2 separate regions of the Xenopus tropicalis genome follow, and region 2 is linked to region 1. A link is a contact called in public Hi-C data. All regions are on one chromosome and are shown on one strand. Each heading gives the region's core, a stretch centred on a gene start, on an enhancer-like site or on the middle of the called end of the contact. The rest is flanking DNA. Distances are from core to core; before and after follow the strand shown.

Region 1 (6,694 bases), core at 1,254-3,753:
CATTTTTTGAATGGCTATTTCTGCAGATTATATAGAATGGCACATTATTCCTTCTTTCAGAACAACCCATGCTGATGCTAACTGCTAATGATGGTTAGTGGGGTGCACGTTCTAGCCAAAAAAAAGAGAATTTCACTTACCTTCTCGTTGTAAATTCCATTTCTTCTAGTCCCGACAGGTCGGTACAGGGTTTATGTGTACTGACATGGAGGGATCCAGATGAAAAAGAGAATTTCACTTACCTTCTTGTTGTTATTCCATTTCTTTTAGTCCCGAAATATCAGTACACATAAACCTTGTGCAGACATGGAGGGACGCAGAAGAAATAGTGCTTATGAGCTCCTTCCCCAAAATGCAATAGTGGGTGCAAAAGCAAGCAAAAAAGCAAGGGGTCACACATCTATTTACACCTGCCTAGTGGGTTAAGGGGAAAAAAGGCATTAGGCAGTCCTTTGGGGGTCACAATATTTTCCCATAGGGATCTGTAGCGAAGGAAGTTTATACATTGACATCCTGACCCCTTAGCCCAGGGGTCCCCAACCTTTCTTGCTTGTGAGCCACAGTCAAATGTAAAAAGACTTGGAGAGCAACACAAGCACCATAAACGTTTATGGAGGAGCCAAATAAGGGATAAGATTGGCATCCAAGTGGTTGGTGAGCAACATGTTGCTCACTAGCCACTGGTTGGGGATCACTGCCTTAGCCAATTAGAATGGGCCTACTTGTAAAAATAAAAATTCCCAAAGCCCTACTTATGCACCTACCTGCTTATACCTCAGAGAGGGGTTCTTCTAAATGAAAATATAAACCCTTGCTCTTTAGAGCTGGCCATACACGCACCAATATAATCACACAAAAGTTTTGTACGATTTTCAGATCAGGTGTGGGCTCTGGATTATTGTCCTGACAATTTTCATACCATGGCGGTCATTTAGTTGATCAGACAGGTTGGAAAATGTCTGTTAGATAATGATAATATTTGTGCATGTATTGCCTATCTGACGATATCCATGGGTGCCCTACATTCTATTTCCGGGACATAACTTTTATACGATTGTTGTCTGGCAATTATTAATGTCCAAAACATCATTATATTTGTTATTTACTGGTAATTTATTTAATTTTATACTATAATCCTACAGTTTCAGTCTGAATGTTAGTTTTAGATTGTTGAATTAGGGTGAAGACACACTGAGCTACTTGTAGCAGCTACTTTTTCATGGCTACTAAACTCCAGAAAATTCCCTGCCATAGACAATACTGAGAATTGCCTCTGCTAAAACACACGTAGAGACAATTATCAGTAACAGCATTGTCTGTTTTAGTAGCCACGAGAAGTAGCTGCTACTAGTAGCTCCATGTGCCTTCACCCTTAGGGCTCTGGCACACGGGGAGATTAGTCGCCCGCGACAAATTTCCCTTGTCATGGGCGACTAATCTCCCCGAACTACCATCCGGCAAACATGTAAGTCGCCGGTGGGATGGTACACGCTGTGCAGGCGATTTCGGCAAATCGCTGAAGTTGCCAAGCGAGGTTTTTTTGGTGATTTGCCGAAATCGTGCCGCCGCGTGTGCCATCCCACCGGCGACTTACATTTTCGCCGGTGGGATGGCAACTGATGGCAACTCGGGGAGATTAGTTGCCCGCGAACAGGGAGATTTGTTGCGGGTGACTAATCTCCCCATGTGCCGGAGCCCTTAGGGCAGTGACACACGGGGAGAATAGTCGCTGCGCAACAAATCTTCGTTGCCATGGGTTGTAAATTGCCAGTGGGATGGCATACGCGGCGCTGCGATTTGCCGAAGTCGCCCAAAGTTTCCTCTCAAGGCAACTTTGGCAAATTGCGGCGCCGTGTACGCCATTCCACTGGCAATTTACATTCTAGCCGCTGGGATGGCATTGCGGGGAGATTAGTCGCCCGGTATTTATACCCCCAGTGGGGGGCGAAGCATAATAGGGTGACAAGCATAACCAAAAACCTCTGGATGGTGGCTGATATCTATGTGTTTAATCATTAGAACATGGAGAGTATAGAGCTGCCTTACCTCTCTCATAACCATGCATGAATCTGAGGTATTTTTGTGTAGATTTTATTCATTTGTAATTGTCACTCAAGCTCTTAGAAGGCTGTCCGGGACCCGGAGATGTGGGACACACCTGTGTATACACAGAAATATAACAATAATTTCAAATATTTGGACTTTTACTCATAATTTGGTTATAGGCCAGTCCACCCCTGCTGGGACACCGACAGAAAATCCCATAGCAACAGCAGCATAGGTTTTCAACTTTACCTCAGCAACAACAATACAAACCAGCGCCTATTGAGCGGCGCCACTCCCATATAACTAGGCGCAGGGCTGGCTCATTAGTCCTCCCACAGTGTAAGTTCCGGTTGCAGGCAGGCGGTGGCGCTGTTGGGAATCTGCTCATTCCGCTCCTAGCGCCGCAGTCCCTGGGATTTTTCCTGCCGCCATTTTGTCAGGCAGTGCTGCAGGCGGCTGCTCTCCACAGGCAGGCGGGGAGGTGTGTGCGGTACAGCGGGAGGCAGCAGTGACGGCACCGGGTGGATTTGTGCTGTAGAAGGGAGAGGATGATGGCGACTGGAGAAGTCCCGGCTGAGCAAGTGAGTGGCGGGGTGTGGAGGCCGGACTGGGGGTTCCTGAGGGAGGGGAAAGGCCTCACACCAAGGGCATGTGGGAATGGGAACAGCGCTTTCTATGTTGTGATGGAAAAAGGGGCAAGGCTGCTCTGGCACTAGGCGCTATTATTCCTGCCTGTGTATCCAGGTCTTCTGAAACTGCAACTCCCACATTTCACAGTTGTACTGGAGGCGGAAGGTTGCACAACTATTGTATGGATTGTAGGTGGCACCCTCTTTCCTTACTACACACCCTGTCCCATAGCCCCTTCCCCTGACACCATCTTGCCTAACTACACACTGTATCACAGCTCCAGCCTGCCCCAGGGCACCCTCTTTCCTTACTACACACCCTGTCCCATAGCCCCTTCCCCTGACACCATCTTGCCTAACTACACACTGTATCACAGCTCCAGCCTGCCCCAGGGCACCCTCTTTCCTTCTACACACCCTGTCTTACATTCTATTCTGCAGCCATAATCTTGCCTCATATATATGGCTCCACCTATACTATCCTATACACCTTATATTTGTATATTTTTCCTGTCATGCCACTTTGCTATACCTCTGCAATATAATGTCTGCACTGCAAATCCCACACAAACTGCAGACCAGGGAAGACACTCCCTATTTAGCTCCTACCAAGCCACCCTGTGGCACTACTGATTGTGTAGCCACCTTGCCACTTTTAAACCAGAATTGCTTTATGCTGCATAGCTGCACTACAGCCGGATTAGTCTGCATCATACTTATAAATTAATTTATTAGCAATGCAGGATGGGGTTTGGGGGTGAGATGGCAGTTCATGTGCGGACCTGTGGGAGAGGGAGGGTGCTGCTATGCAGGCAAAGGCACACATAACAAAGAATCCCTGTATGTACAGTTGGGGATAACTGCAACTAGTTGGTGTTGCCATTCTGTCAAACAAGTGTTCTGAGGCAGAACTGAGGTGAAGTGTCACATAGACACTTGGGCACTCCAACCTAAACTGGCTGTTTTAATGCCTGTATTTGTGCCACCTAAGGGCCAAGGTTTAACAGTCTGGTACAAATTGATTATTTTGGGTTAAGAATGCAACAGACATTTAACAACTGAACCCTTTGTGTGAATTGGGCACTTTTATATGGCAGACTGTGGAAGTCTGCAAACCCTGCTGCCTGAGCATACTAGTACAGGTATAAGACCCATTATCCAGAATGCTCGGGACCAAGGGTATTCCGGATAACGGGTCTTTCCATAATTTGGATCTCCATACCTTAAGTCTACTAAAAAATTAATAAAACATTAATTAAACCCAATAGGATTGTTTTGCATCCAATAAGGATTATTTATGTCTTAGTTGGGATCAATTACAAGGTTCTGTTTTTTATTTTTACATAAAAAAAGGAAATCAGTTTTAAAATTCTGAATTATTTGCTTATAATGGAGTCTATGTGAGACGGGCTTTCCGTAATTCGGAGCTTTCTGGATAACGGGTTTCCGGATAAGGGGTCCGATACCTGTACCAACAATTATATAGTGAGTAATGTACCCTCTATTAAACATAAGGATATTAGAAGTCACTGAGGTGTTCTGTGCCCATATAAAGGCACAAGGCTGCAGGCTGAGTTATACAGGGAACTCTGAGTATCACTCATGTATTATAAGGGATAATGTACCCCCTACTGTAAATGATAAGGATATTAGCAGTCACTGAGGGGTTCTGTGCCCATATAAAGGCACAAGGCTGCAGGCTGAGTTATACAGGGAACTCTGAGTATCACTCATCTATTATAAGGGATAATGTACCCCCTAGTGTAAATGATAAGGATATTAGTAGTCACTGAGGGGTTCTGTGACAATAATATGGCACAAGGCTGCAGGCTGAGTTATACAGGGAACTCTGAGTATTACTCATGTATTATAAGAGGTAATCTACACCCCTTTGTAAATGAGCGCAGAGTGCCATTAAACTCTGTGGTGACTCCTTATATGCACTCATTTTACAGCAGGGTATTCTATTAAAATACACATTTCAGAGGGTCATGTGAGAGAAATGACCCCACTAAGCAACATTAATAAGGATTTTATTTAAAGGCTATTCATGGTCCTTGTGTAGCATAATCATACCCTGCTGATTCACAAGGAAGCAGTGCAACAGGGTCTTACTACTCAGTCACATTGTTTGCTGGGGGACTTTATTTTAATTGCATTACAGACTCAATGTCATTAGACAGTGAAGGACTCGCGTACAATGAGGGGCCTTGACGTGGCATATGAGCTTACATATTTTGGGCAAAGTGTGGTACTAACACCTCATTTTTTGTAAAAATTATTTTAAAAGGCAAACTTAGAGCTGGCAATCTTTCTTTCTCTTTGGTTCACAAGGAAGGCTGCGGTATAGAGATGTTTATACCCTGTATATTGGTGGCAGTTGTATGATTGTGGCGTTTTGATTGCCAGAACCACTTTCCATTAATATGAATGAGAAGTGTTTGAAAACGGCCACTGTTTTGTGTTTAAAGGAGAAGGAAAGGCTAAGTTACTTGGGGGTGATAAAATGTCAAGCACCTCCAAGTGACTTTAATCGCGTACCCCGGGCTGGTGCCCCTGTTAGGAAAAAACAGCACCAGCCCGGAGTACCTGGAGCGATGCGCTTCCTCCTTCCGCCTGCGTTTCGCTTAGACTTACACAATAGGCGCATGCGCAGTAGAATGAAAAGCCGACTTCTCTGTTAAAGTTCCACTATTCACTCTACTGCGCATGCGCACGCGAGCGCTACAGGAAGGAGGAAGCGCTCCAGTTACCCCAGGCTGGTGCTGTTCTCTCTGAACAGGGGCACCAGCCCGGGGGAAAAGGTATGCGATTCAAGTCACTTGGGGGTGCCAAACATTTTGGCACCCCCAAGTGACTTTGCCTTTCCTTCTCCTTTAAGGCATAATTATTGTGTGCCATGATCCCCAGCACTTATTGCTGAGCATCCCTTTGTTATTGGTTACTTTGATAATGAGGTTTATGTTGGAGTATTTCTGCATGCTGCCTTCCATAGACTTTTATAAACAATGTGTTTGCGCCATTGGCGACACGTTCCATAAAACCCTATGGTGCTGTCAGGCATTTCTTTGCTGCCACAGAATTATCCCCCGTGTGACTTCTGCCTAAAAAACCAAATGTAAATGAGAAAAACCACTCGTTTCTTAAAGTGAAACTTGTTCTTTCTGTATCAAGCCTGACATGCATATATAAATATATAGAATACACGGCCGCATCGTGCTCTTTCTGTGTTGCACCTGGGGGTAACAGACATATCTGATATTGATTTCCTTTTACAAACTGGCTACAATTTGGGCACCCTTGTCGGCTCCCTGGGTGCAGGGGTATTTCCCCACTCATGCAGCCTGCCATTTAATTAATGGAATAAGCCCAGTTTGCTATACCCAGTTGACTGTGTTAGGTTGCACTTAAACCTGTTGTTTCTTACTGTCCCAGGCTAATGGCTTTCGGGATTTTTGGGTTCAAGCCCCTTTTCTGGCCCATCAGTTGGTCAGCACTCTCCTCAGTTTATTAATACGTTGTCATCAGTCGTCGTCCTATAATTCTTAGTGATAAACGTACAGGAAGTTTAATGGAACACAGGATGATTTGACAGTCGTGCTGGAAATTCATTAAATAGCATTGACAGTCGTACTGGCAGATACATTAGATGGCTTCAAGAAGAGTTGGATGGCTTTTTAGCAAGTGAGGGAATACAGGGTTATGGGAGATAGCTCTCAGTACAAGTGAGAGAATACAGCGGTATGGGAGATAGCTCTCAGTACAAGTGAGGGAATACAGGGGTATGGGAGATAGCTCTCAGTACAAGTGAGGGAATACAGGGGTAGGGGAGGTAGCTCTCAGTACAAGTGAGGGAATACAGGGGTATGGGAGATAGCTCTCAGTACAAGTGAGGGAATACAGGGGTAGGGGAGATAGCTCTCAGTACAAGTGAGGGAATACAGGGGTATGGGAGATAGCGCTTAGTACAAGTGAGGGAATACAGGGGTAGGGGAGGTAGCTCTCAGTACAAGTGAGGG
Region 2 (6,694 bases), core at 1,455-3,954, 75 kb before region 1:
AACACATTTTAACAACAGGAAAGCTGTCTAAATGTAGAATGTACTTACCTCCTAGCTGCAACAGTAAATGTAACAGATGTGCACAAAGACAGAGATGGGCATGAAGGAACAGCTAGCAGGAACTTACTTTTAACCTCCAGCTGGGGTATGGGGCATCCGGCTCGCGACAAAAGAATCTGGATGTTTTTGTACCCGCATTTATTAGCGAATCCCCAGGTAACCCTTGTGTCTGTGAAATATATCTGATCTGGAAAAGGACAGAAAAAGAGAGAGAGATATATTCAGTATTCAACATTCTCTAAACACTGTACTGGCTCCATAAATATCTGACCTATGTACAGATGTTTTACACGCAGTCCTGCAGCAATAGCCATAGGAATACTAAGTACAGGTGTAGTGGATCTGTGGGTCACTGGCCAGATATGTAAACCCTCAGAACAATCAATGTAGAACAGCTCTTCTGAGCACTTCTGCCAGTTACTTCTTTCATGTCAAGCGATTAGTTTTTACACTGCTCATATTATCATTTTGAAAGAACAGCACCACTTGCTATTTAAGTCCAATGGACACCGTTGGCAGAAAATGGAAGCAAATGAAAAGGCCTGTTGATGCTGAAAATGAAATTAGTGAGAAGAGTCTGATTTTTCTTTAGCCACTTCAAAGCAGAACAACTTTCACTAACCTCATTTTTCCTACTGACCAGTGTGTCCAGTCAGAATAACAGCAAGTGGTGTTGTTGCTTTAAATTCATTATATCAGAGGGGTTACATTTATTATACTAGTAGGGTAAAAAAAAACTGGTAATATCCTGAAAAGTAAAACAAAAAAATAATGTGAAATATACTAACTATACTAACACCAATTTACATTTCCTTTAAAGTTTAAACTATTAAAGTAATAAATTTGTTACTTTTTCAGTCCATTTGCTTGTAAAGCACTGAGTTATGAGGTATGTATCCAGTGGGAAACATGAGAGCTGTTATCATGGTCTGCGTTGGAGTAAGCAGACAGTGCCACCCAGCACTGAGTGATCCTGCCCACTGTGTGTCTGGGCTCAGAGATAAAGGCAAAAGCACAGGAGAGAGCAATATGTGCACCAAGCCTGCTTTAAAAGGGAATGATACCCAGTAGCTTTGGAGTCAACAGCTTTATATATACAGAAGTCATTTCCTTTCAAACAGCATTGCCTTGTTGGAAGCAGACTTTACCAGTGCGCTTCTTATTCATCTATCATATAGTATTTGAAAAGGGATGCTTCTGCTGCATACTATAATTGGCGCTTTTGAGCGCTTAGTGCTGCTTGGCCACAGCCCTCATGTTACGCAGATATAACTGGCGTATATAAAGATTTATATTCCGAAACGTTGTTTATCTCGGCTTTCATTAAATGCATACACAAATGGTTCCAAATTGATGTTTTTTTTCTCTAAATTCAGCCAATGGCATTCAAATAACTGGACGGACATATTCTCCGAGCTGTACACTTACTTGGTCATACTCCTGTGCTCCCGGGTAGAGCGGCCATCCCAGGAACAACTCTGCGATCACACAGCCCAGGGACCACATGTCTATGGCTTCACAAAATGGCAATCCCAAAATGACCTCTGGAGCTCTGAAACAACAAAACATAACCGATATATATATATAAACTATGAAAGAGCAACGGTATTAAGGGATAAAAGACTTTAAAATCATTTAAAGAGGTAATTCACATTTACAGTTTTCCTATTCATCTTCCAGTCTCTTATTCAAACCACTGCCTGGTTGCTAGGGTAAAATGGACCTTAGCAACCAGATAGCTGCTGCAATTCCAAAGCGGAAACCTAATGTTGAGTTAAAAAAACTCAACAAATAAAAAATATAGATCAAATATCGCTGTCTTCATCATACTATGAGTTAATTTAAATTCAAACTACCCCTTTAACATCATGGGAAGCAAATAAAGGTTGCACTTCTTGCTTGAAGATCTTAGTACATCTATAAAACGGGGAAGTGAAAATGTAAAACACGTTGTGGAAAATTCTGCTCCATTTTTAGAAATGAGTTTGTTTAGTTTTTGCTCTCAGTTAGTAAGCCATCTGCCTGCAACCATGATCTAAAGTTTCATTAAACAAAACCGATAAATGAGGGAGTTTTTGGGGACAAAACTATGGCTGCAGGCACCGCAGAGTGAACAAAAGTAGGATGAATTCTTCAAGGGAAATATTTTTACATGTGCGGGCACTGAATCACTCGACTGTCAAGTGAAATGAATTTGGATTATTTGGATTCTTTGTGTTAGTGGCCCAATTAAAGCTGCCCCCGGTAACCCTAGCCATTAGGTCACCTGCGCAAGTCATTCGCCTGTGGCAATAACCAAAGCCAACCTGATAACAAAATCCGCCCATTTGGCTTGAAATGTGAACCCACAAACCCTGCGGCGCTGGGAAATTGGAGGGGGGTGGGGGTTCCTAAAAGGAAGCTTTGAGCTACAATAGCTTTTTTTCACATTTCACTAACAAAGAAAGGAGCCCTTCAGGCAGCAGAAAGTTCTGTTATTACAGGAAGGTTATGGGATGACCCCTGCGAGGAATTGAATTTCCCCGTTTGTATGCTGTGTGCAGGTCCGAGAGTGCCAGCGACAGCTGAACGGCAGCACAGGTGATAGAGCCCAGACAGCTGGACATGGCAGCTGGGAGTCAGGAAGCAGACAAACAGCCCACGTAACCCATTCACTGCCGGAGACAACCAGCAAGCAAGTTTAGGTAGAGAATAACAACAAACAGCAGCTGAAAATTCCCTAGATGCTTTTAATGACGGTTATAAAGTCTTTGTAGCAATGCTAATTAAGGGCAACAGAATTTTAACACCCAATCAGCTGTCACTCTGATCATATAGTAGCTGGGGCCCCTATACACTCTTCTACACCCTATACACTGCTTCTATACCTCTGTCCTTCATTGCACTGTATGGCTGGGAGAGGCTCCTGTGAAAAACCACCCATAAACTCCAATAGCCACAAAAATAATAAATACAATTGGACGCCATGGAAAAAGCTGCCACGAAAAAACACCCATTTGACTTCAGTGTGTTTTGTGAATTCTCACCATTTCCAAAAGAGAAATGGGACAGATTCACTTGTTACTATTCAATTTGTGTGTGGGCAAGTCAACACTTTCCAATGGATTTTTAGAGAAACATGTAAGGTTTAAAAAATAAATAAATAACAATAACAGACCAATGCAATAAAGGCCTTGCAACGCCTGCAGCCCTGAGGAATCCGTACAGATTTGGCATTTCTACGTCACTTTTTAACTGCAAGGACTCAGATAAGGGGAGTTTGCTCGGTGTAAGCCTGTGTTGCTGCTGTTCAAGGTCCATCTTCCCGGCTGGCAGGCCAAAGCAATCAAACACAAGCTTGTACTTGCCAGGGCAACGCTGGGCTACCAATGCTTGTGACAACCAGTCGGTTCAGGGCGTGTGCTACGCTCCCTGGCTGTGCACCAGTTTAACCCAATTTAACACCCACACACAGCATAATTATGATTTACAATTTAACATGCCTCGCTCTGTATCAGAACACCAGCTATAACTTGGGAATTTGGATTTAGCAGAAAACACTCTATCCTGAACTGGCTCCTACCTATCTACTCTATCCATGGGAAGTACATTGCGGCACAAATACCACCATGATAATATACCTCTGACTCACAAGGACCATTTCCCCACCCCCCTTAGGCTGGCAGAGTCATTTAACCCCTCCCTGGCCTAGAAGTCCTTTTGCCTTCAATGGAGGGAGCTGGACTGATTTGCTGGATAGCAAAGTGTCATTAAATCCCAGAAGTCATCAACTCAGCATTAAACAAGGTAAGGGAGGGGGTTGAATGACGTATGGGGAGGTGGGTAAATGGTCCCTGTGAGTCAGAGGTAGGCTATCATAGTGTCCTCTTAAGGTGGCCATACACGGGCCGACTATAGCTGCCGATATCGGTCCCTTGGACCGATTCGGCAGCTAATCAGCCCGTGTATGGGGAGAGCAGATCGGCCCCCCAGGGCCAAACGATCGGATTATTATTTTTTTTACCTAAATGGTCCCAGATATCGCCCACCCGTAGGTGGGGATATCGGGGGAAGATCCGCTCGCTTGGCGACATCGCCAAGCGAGCGGATCTGCTCGTATATGGCCACCTTTAGGGCTCTGGCACACGGGGAGATTAGTCGCCTGTGACAAATCTCCCTTGTTGTGGGCGACTAATCTCCCCTATATGACCGGTGGTGGGATGGCATACGCGGCGCTGCGATTTGCGGAAATAACCGAAGTTGCCTCGAGAGGCAACTTAGGAGATCGCGCTGCCATGCGATACATGGGTATTGTTAATTTAATAAATTCATGAGAATAAATGGTTCTGTAAATTAATTTTGTTTAAAGCTAAATGTCTTTTTCTATTCAGCATGCATTTTTATATTTTGGTAAAAGCTGGATGCTGCATATTGCATCTGAAAATATGCAACGGAACAAAATGAAGGTAAACCATTGATCTAAATGCTCATGCTGTACAACCAGGCACAATAAGATGAAATCAGCTGGTTCGCGTGCCGAGGTGCTCTCAAAACTGCGTCTCAGGCTGATGCCACACATAGGGGCTGATTCATCAAAGTACGAGTTTGAATCCCAAAATGGGAAAAATTCGGATTAGATAAGATATTTCCATTTCTGATGATCGAAAATATCATGAAAATGCTTCCAAAAAAATCGTAATAGTCACAATAATATTGTATTGGCGATCCGAAAGTCACAAAATTTTCGTATCAAACGATCGTAAACGTCGAGAAAACCTTTCTGACTTTGATCCTTCTGTTCATGATTTTGGAAGCCACCCATAGGACTCAATGGCACTCTGCAGCTCCAACCCGGCCCAAGGAAAGCCTCCCATAGGGCTCAATGGCACTCTGCAGCTCCAACCCGGCCCAAGGAAAGTCTCCCATAGGGCTCAATGGCACTCTGCAGCTCCAACCCGGCCCAAGGAAAGTCTCCCATAGGGCTCAATGGCACTCTGCAGCTCCAACCCGGCCCAAGGAAAGTCTCCCATAGGGCTCAATGGCACTCTGCAGCTCCAACCCGGCCCAAGGAAAGTCTCCCATAGGGCTCAATGGCACTCTGCAGCTCCAACCCTGGCCCAAGGAAAGCCTCCCATAGGGCTCAATGGCACTCTGCAGCTCCAACCTGGCCAAAGGAAATCAGGATACCGAAGCTTGAATGAATCCAAAACTTTCATACTCGGCGCGGCAATACGATTTTGCCGCAAAGTACGAGAAAGTCACAGAAAATATGAACAGTACGACCAAATATGAATTTTATGTACTTTGTACCTGTCGTACTTTAATAAATTTGCTCCATAGTGTATATTTTCGCCAAGCGGAAAATATCGCCATACACCCCTACCTGTGCCTGCACCCAAGCGTATGTCATTCATGCCGGTGCAGGCACAGGTAGGGGACATATGGTGCGTATAATGGATATTTTCGGCAATTGTTTTTCAGCTTGCCAAAAGTATACGCCTGGTGTGGAATCAGCCTCAAACGTGCATGAAATGTTTAAAACACCTATGTATAACTGCCCTAGGGCTGCAATTGGCTGAATAGTTGAAACGAAGAACACCTGGATTAAATAATAACAAAATTACATATTAAGCCTTTTCCCACAAAAAAAAACACTGATGCTTAAATAAAGCAACACAAAACCACTCTTCCATCGCCGCCAGTAAACTTCCCAATGTTACTGAGCTAATGCAAGTGGATGACTTATCACCCTAATTTTAGATACGGTACTTGTGGCTGGTTTTCTACTTATGACTCAATATACACCCAAACTAACAAGTAATTAAAAGTGTTTAGTCTTAAAATATGTGCTAGATCCCCAACCAGTGGGGCAGGGCTATGACGCGGCAATCAGCTATTGCCCAATCGCTGCGTGTCAGTGAGTCCTGCCCTGGGGCAAACAATAAGATCATACACTGGGGTTTATGGAGGCCTGTCAGACAAGAACTGAATCAATGTGCCAATGAAGTTTCATGTTTTTAAGATAATCAGGCAACACAGCACAAAGTGTTTATATGCGTCGTTCCTGGGTAATTGCACAAAAAAGAGGATTTCCTGATTTTATATTTGGCGTTTCAATGGATGTGGCAGGTATTTTGGGTGATTTATGCCCTGCGGGAAAAGGAGGTTTTTTTTCTATGGTTAATAAAGTGCCCAGTCTGTCTGGGCCCTAAGTGACACATTAAGGTGCCCATACACCTTCAGATCTGCTTGTTGGCGATGTCGCCAAGCGAGTGGATCTTCTCCCGATATCCCCCACCTACGGGTGGGCGATATCGGGAGAATCCAGGCTAATTCGATCATTTGTCCCTGGGGCCAAACAATCGAATTATAACAACAGGTATAGGCAAAGTCGGTTAGGGGACCATATCAACATGCCGATTTCAGGCCAGGCCCGTCGGTAGTGCCCATGCACGGGCCGATTAGCTGCCGAATCGGTCTAAGGGACAGATATTGTCAGCTAGAATCAGCCCGTGTATGGGGACCTTTAGTGTTTTACGTGGAATTCTGCAGGTAAACTTGCAATCCCTGCTGGCTTTAGGGATACAAAGTGACACAAACATGGCTAAATACATGACAGCAGGCTGCCACATAAAACCTAATCTTTGTTTACCAA

What was found. Hi-C and Micro-C count contacts between places; a contact is called where the count stands out from the background.
Region 2: a contact with region 1 is called in a Hi-C map of neurula embryo, with 2.2 times the contacts expected there. The contact joins the enhancer-like site here to the promoter of cstf3 in region 1. A contact is called at or near these places in 2 of 5 Hi-C or Micro-C datasets (brain and neurula embryo).

What each region holds. Positions count from the first base shown.
Region 1 is chr4:18,401,598-18,408,291 of UCB_Xtro_10.0, reverse strand. cstf3 (cleavage stimulation factor, 3' pre-RNA, subunit 3) reads left to right here and starts at 2,503. Exons shown (of 21, transcript NM_203831.1): 1 at 2,503-2,627. The coding sequence starts at 2,598. It overlaps LOC116410301 (a long non-coding RNA gene), which reads right to left and starts at 2,433. Exons shown (of 4, transcript XR_004222258.1): 1 at 2,296-2,433; 2 at 2,047-2,158.
Region 2 is chr4:18,476,656-18,483,349 of UCB_Xtro_10.0, reverse strand. hipk3 (homeodomain interacting protein kinase 3) reads right to left here. Exons shown (of 16, transcript NM_001079256.1): 3 at 1,489-1,612; 4 at 128-247. Among named protein-coding and RNA genes, the nearest start is that of tcp11l1, 40 kb to the left of the region's middle. Within about 2 kb of position 2,704, at least 2 of the 11 cell types and tissues checked have an H3K27ac peak or open chromatin away from gene starts, as enhancers often do. A contact at or near this core is called in neurula embryo, where this site is marked.